2 separate regions of the Oryctolagus cuniculus genome follow, and region 2 is linked to region 1. The links are chromatin contacts, called in public Hi-C maps. All regions are on one chromosome and are shown on one strand. Each heading gives the region's core, a stretch centred on a gene start, on an enhancer-like site or on the middle of the called end of the contact. The rest is flanking DNA. Distances are from core to core; before and after follow the strand shown.

The links. A called contact is a pair of places that touch in the nucleus more often than the background predicts.
Region 2: a contact with region 1 is called in a Hi-C map of an unstated tissue, with 2.7 times the contacts expected there. The contact joins the promoter of ELOVL3 here to the promoter of MFSD13A in region 1. A contact is called at or near these places in 2 of 6 Hi-C or Micro-C datasets (ear pinna and an unstated tissue).

Annotation. Positions count from the first base shown.
Region 1 is chr15:27,505,776-27,509,006 of mOryCun1.1, forward strand. MFSD13A (major facilitator superfamily domain containing 13A) reads right to left here and starts at 1,892. Exons shown (of 12, transcript XM_070057308.1): 1 at 1,776-1,892; 2 at 733-927.
Region 2 is chr15:27,737,921-27,740,762 of mOryCun1.1, forward strand. ELOVL3 (ELOVL fatty acid elongase 3) reads right to left here and starts at 1,392. Exons shown (of 5, transcript XM_051824139.2): 1 at 1-1,392.

The DNA.
Region 1 (3,231 bases), core at 642-3,141:
CTCGCCGCTCAGTCCCGCCTCCGTCTGCACGTCACAGAGGAAGAAGCCATGGCTCCAAAGGCTAAAACACCTGACCCAAAGCCACAGGGCTCTCAGGTGCTAGAGCATTTCTCACTTCACCACGCTCGTCCACGGCCCAGTTCAGTGTCACACGGACTCCCAACCAGGCGTTCTCTCCTCTTCCTGTCCCTAGGCCTCTGCATCAGGATCCAAGCGCCTTCCTTACCCTCCTCCCCGATTCCGCACCTGCCTCCACCAGGTGCCTTCACCACACAGGTAGCAGATCACCACCCCCAGGAACCCCTCTGCCCTAGCTGGGCTCTGCTCGACTGTGGGTGTGAAAGGGGGAGACAACCGGGGAAGCCCGGTGCGCTCCTTGAGGAAACCGTGTGAAGACAGCAAGGCAACAGGTGCACAAGGAGGAGTACTGAGCACAACATGGAGCAACATTTGTCAAGCCTCCACCCCAGGCACAGCTCTGGGCTAAGAGAAGCAGAAGCAACTTGGGAAGAGGGCTCAGAGCAGGGAGGTAGAACGGGGCCAGACACAGAGGCCTTGTAAACCTGCACGAGATTCTACCCCGAGGACACGGGGCAAAATGGGGTCTGCTTGGAAGGCACCCTCCGGCACTGGGCCACACTCTTCCCCCTGCACCCTATCGGGCTCCTGGGGGAAAAGGAGCTAGAAAGGCATGGAGACCACGGCAGCCCCCAGGTTTCTGAGCCAACCCACGGCTCTAAGAACAGCAGACAGGCTGGGCGCCTGGGGCGAGAGGCATCAGGAGGCCAAGTGCTTGCTTCCGAAGCCCTGGAGCTGCACTGAAGAGGGCAGGGCAGAGGGAAAGCTCGGCGGAGCAGAATTCCGAGTCAGGAACCCCGGCTCTGGGCTGGGCGGTATCATTAACCAGCTGTCAGCTTATGCCGGCACCTGTGAAACAAAACAGTCCGTCCCTGCCTGGCCTCGGGGTATCAGATGGGCAACTGAAATGGAAAGGCATAGTACCCAAGCAAACGTCACGCATGCCCTCCTCTCAACGCGCAAGGGACCTGAGTTGCCTGTGGCACTTCCTGTTTCACAGTGCAGCCTCTGCCTAGCCTCCCCACTGCAGGGTCTGGCCTTGGGAGCCTGTCTATCAATTATCCCAAATACTTCAGGGCACATCCTCCGGCTGCTGCTCCTTCACTTCACCCTGCTGGGGAAGGGCCCTCGCTCGCCCCCACCCGGGGGGTCAGTACAGCCAGCGGCTTCCCTCCACGCCCCTCCCAAGCCCCTCAGGAGTTGGAGAGCAAGCCCGGAGCTCCCCGCTCCACAGCTGCACTGGAACACGTGTTGTGGTTCACGAAAAGCATCTGAGGAGCTGGTCAACCAAACCGAGGCCCTGCCTTCACCCCAGACCTCTCAAACCGTAATATCTCAGTGGGACCCAGACCCATGCTGGTTTTTTTTTTTAAGCTCCCCAAATGGTTCTCCTGCACCACCTGGGTCAAGAGCCATTATATTAATGAATGGATCCCGGCCTGCCCCATTGCGTCCCGCGACCCCACTCCCTCAGGGAGCTACCTGGCCCATTGCGTCCCCTTCCCCCCGGAAGAGCCCTTCTGCAGGGATTCCACCCTGACCCCTGGCCCCAGAACTCTCCTAACCCACAATCTGATCACCTCAAGGACCGCCCCAGACAACCCCAAAAACCCCGAAGCGGAAAGCATTCCCGTCCCACTTGGGTTTGTCGTTCGTGTCAGATCGGCCCCCAGTCCGGCCGCGGGCCAGCTTCTCACCGTAATCGTGGCAGACGAAGCCTAATTCCAGGGCTGCCAGGAGCCAGCTGCGAGCCAGCGCGCCTGCGCGCCCGGCGCCCAAGGCTCCCTAGCCTCCCCTAGCCTCCCCCTCCGCCCCCGCCCCACGATTGGCTCCGCGCATCTCGGGCAGGTGACCGCGCCTGAGGCTGTCGCCGCCATGTTTGTCTTGGGCGCTTGCCCTTAGGCACCAAAAAGAGAAAAGTGGCCACTAGCAAATGGGAAGCAGGTTGCCCGGATGGCTGCCGACCTCCCCTGCTCTGTCTCCTCCACGAAGGCTTGACGTCATTGCACTTCAAATCCAGGTTTTCCTGGGCACCCCCTTCCTTCCTGCATGTCTTTGCTCAGTAATTAGAATGAAGACTACCTAGTACCTTCCCTCAAGCCAGTGTTCTGACTGGATGCACAGTTGAGGCAGACATAGAGGGGGCAGTGGCACGGCCTGGGACTCCCAGATGCCCTTCAAGGATTAGTTGTGGGCACCAGGCCCTGAACTCGCAACCACGCAGCACAACCTCCCCCTACTAATAACTCCGTGACGCTGTGATGTAGTAGGTTCAGCATCTGCCTGTGGCGCTGGCCTCCCACATGGTCTCGGTTAGTGTCCCGGCTGCTGCACTTTCGGTCCAGCTCCCTCCTGGAAGAACTGCCGCCATTTAGGGAGTGGACCAGCGGATCGAAGACCTTCCTCCCTGTCTCTCCCTGTGTCTGTAACTCTGCCTCTCAGCAAGCATCCCATAGTTCTGGCTACTCCATCCCCACCCAGCTCCCTACTGGTGTGCACCTGGGAGGCAGCAGGTGATGGCTGGAGTAGGTGGATCCCTGTCACCCATGTGGGAGGCAGGGTTTGGGTTCCCAGTTCCTGGACTCAGCCTGACCCAACCCCAGACATTACGGGCATTTGGGGAGTGAACCAGTGATTAGACGATCTCGCTATCCCCTCCCCCTACCTGAGACTGGGGAATGGAATAGTCAGTGCCCCCTGACCCCGACTATTTTACTAAGAACAAGTGTGTAACTCTAAAAATCAGGAGTGTGCTACTGGAATCAGGATGGACTAATGCTGAAAAACACCAGCTTGGTCCTTAATTTTCTCGTTTTCTCTGAAAACTTCCCCCCTAGACCAGCCAATGCCTTCAGCAAGCACACAGGGACCAAAATAAAAATGCAGACTTCCTGGGCTGACTGAGCAGGGTCCGCAGCTGCCCCACTCTACACCCAGGTGTGATCTGATACCCCTGGGCAAGTGGAAACAGGTGGCAAACGTGGCCAAGCCCACAGGCTCATTACTGAACTCCAGGCTGGAGTGAGCTTGGCCCATGATTAGCCTTGGACACCTTTCAGGTGCTGGGACTTTAGGGGACAAGTTATAAATAGGAGCGGGCAGGTGTATTGGTTTCCTACTTGCTGTTATTACAGATTACCAGACTTAGTGGCT
Region 2 (2,842 bases), core at 142-2,641, 230 kb after region 1:
CGTGACCTCATCATCTCTTAAGGGCCCCAACACCTCAATATTGTTACACTGTGGACCACGCTGCTGGCCTATGAACCTTTGGGGGACACAGTCAAACCACATGCAAACTACAGCAAGCATCTAGGTGTTCTGAGACTCAGACTCAGGCATCAGCACCACCGTTAGCTTGCCATGTGACTCCTGGTGCCTCTGACACCCGTTCTTCATCGGCAACACGCAGGTAGTCATCCTTGCCTGCCTGGTCACAAGGCTGCGATGAGCAGACATGTCTGACAATGCCCATGGAAGGATACTGTGAACCAGACACATGGAAATGGGAGGTCTGCAAACACACACAGAGACTATGCAGTCAGCCCTAGATTCTCTCCAGTGAAGACATTTTACATCGCCTGTCCCCATGAAGTGTAATGGTGAGGCATGGAAGAGGTGTGTGCGGTGTGTATGGAAGAAGGGAAGAGAAAAATCTTCAGAAATTATTTCCTAAGGGAAACTGTCCCCGGCTGTGACTGTCTGGCACCCTTACTGTACACAAACTACTCTCATAGCAGGGTATTTCTTTCCCTCAGTGAGCGTTTGTAGCTGTTTTTCTCCCCCTTTTTTTCCCCCCTTGATCAATGTCTTTCCCCCACTGGTCCTTGAGCTCCGTAAACACAGAGACCATGTCTGTTCTGCTCAACCTCGCTCCCCTAACACTGCACACGTACTGGGTATGCAGGTAACATTTGCTGCGTGAGTAACTGAAGGGGTGAAATCGCCACCTCTCTGTTTATCCCAGATAAATCTTTCACACTTGCCTTTTGTGCTGTCATTGTAAAAGCCTCAACACAGCAGAAGAAGTGGTGACCGTAAGCTTTATGAGCATCTGGATAACTCAGAGAGGTTTATAAAACACCAGTCTCTCCTGCTATCTGGTGTCTGTGTGTTCTCAGCCCAGCTTCTCTCCCCATTTCCAATGCCACCAGTACTTCCTGCCAGTGTCCTCAGCAAAACATATGCCAAACACAATTTGATTTCTCCCTCCAAAGCAAGCTGCTCTTCCCAGCCACCATTTATCTAGAAATGGCAAGGTCATGCCTTATTCCTTCTTGTGACACAAAGCTGCGTCATTTCTGTTAGAGGTGGCCTGGTCATCAGAATGCTTCTTCTGTTCAGATCCTTTTCCAGCCACTTACTAGCCAGGTAACTTGGGTAAGATCTCACCAAACATCTCTTGACTTCTGCTTCCTCACCTGTGAAACGGAGATTATTTAACATCCTCCTCAAAAAGACGTTTGCGATGATTCCAGGAAACTTTGTCTTAGCACTGCAAAGTATAAAGTACTCAGCAAATATCAGTAATTACAACCCGAAAAAGTGGCTTTGTACAAATTTCACCTTCTTTTTAATAAAATTCAATGAAATTAATTAAAAGCCATCATCTAGAGATTGGTTGCAAAACAATGCGAATGTACTTAGCACTACTGCACTGTACTTTAAAAATGGTTACGATGGTAAATTTTACATTATGTATATTTCACCACAATTCAAACATTTCTAACAGAAGAGTCATGAAATAGGCATATAGCTTTTAGTCAATTTACTTTGATTAATTTGAAAGGCTGAGTGACAGAGAGACAGAGAGGTCTTCTATTCACTGGTTCATTCTCTAAATGCCTACAACAGCGAGCTGGGCCATGCTAAGCCCGGAGCCTGAAACTCAATCCACACATGATCTCCCACATGGGTGGTAGGAATCCAAGTACTGGAGCCATCACTGCTGCTTTTCCCAGGCATGCATTAATGGGAAACTGGATCAGAAGCAGAGGTGGAACCTGATCCCACACTCTCCAATGTATGATGCAGACTCTCCAAGCAGCATAAGCAGCTGCACAACCCTTGTCCCATATAGTTTTTTTTTTTTTTAAGATTTATTTTATTTATTTGAAAGAGTTACAGAGTGAAGTAGAGACAGAGAGAGAGGTCTTCCATCCACTGGTTCACTCCCCAGATGGCCACAATGGCCAGAGCTGTGCCGATCCAAAGCCAGGAGCCAGGAGCTTCTTCCAGGTCTCCCACGTGGGTGCAGGGGTCTAAGGACTTGGACCATCTTTTACTGCTTTCACAGGCCACAGCAGAGAGCTGCATCAGAATAGGAGCAGCTGGGACTCAAACCAGCACCCATATGGGATGCCGGCATTTCAGGCCAGGGCTTTAACCCACTACGCCACAGCGCCGCCCCCCCCACCCCCCATATAGTTTTAAATAGGACAGATAGGGGTCAGCGCTGTGGCACAGCAGGTCAAGCCACTGCCTGCAGGGCCAGCATCCCATATGGGTGCCAGTTCAAGTCCCAGCTGCTCCTCTTCCGATCTGGCTTTCTTCTGTGCCTGGGAAGGCAGCAGAAGTTGGCCCAAGTCCTTGGGCCCCTGCACCCACGTGGGAGATCTGGAGGAGGCTACTGGCTCCTGGCTTCAGATGAGCACAGCTCCAGCCATTGCAGCCAACTGGGGAGTGAACCAGCAGATGGGAGGCTGACCACTCTCTCTCTCTCTGCCTCTCCTCTCTCTATGTAACTCTTTCAAATAAATAATCTTTTAAAAAAATAGGATAAAGGGTAAATATTTTACTGTATAATAAGCCTATTCATAGTCCTATCTCTGACTCTTGGTTGCTTTCTAAGGACATAAAAACAGGCTCATTTTATCCTCTCCAGTGTCTCCAAATCTATCTAAAACATGTATCAGCTCAGGTCATTCCCCTTCAAAAGTAACAACAGGGGCGGGCACTGTGGCACAGCAGGCTGGGCTGTCACTTGGTCACCTGTACCCCATATTGGAGCACTGGCTTAAGCTCTGGCTACTTT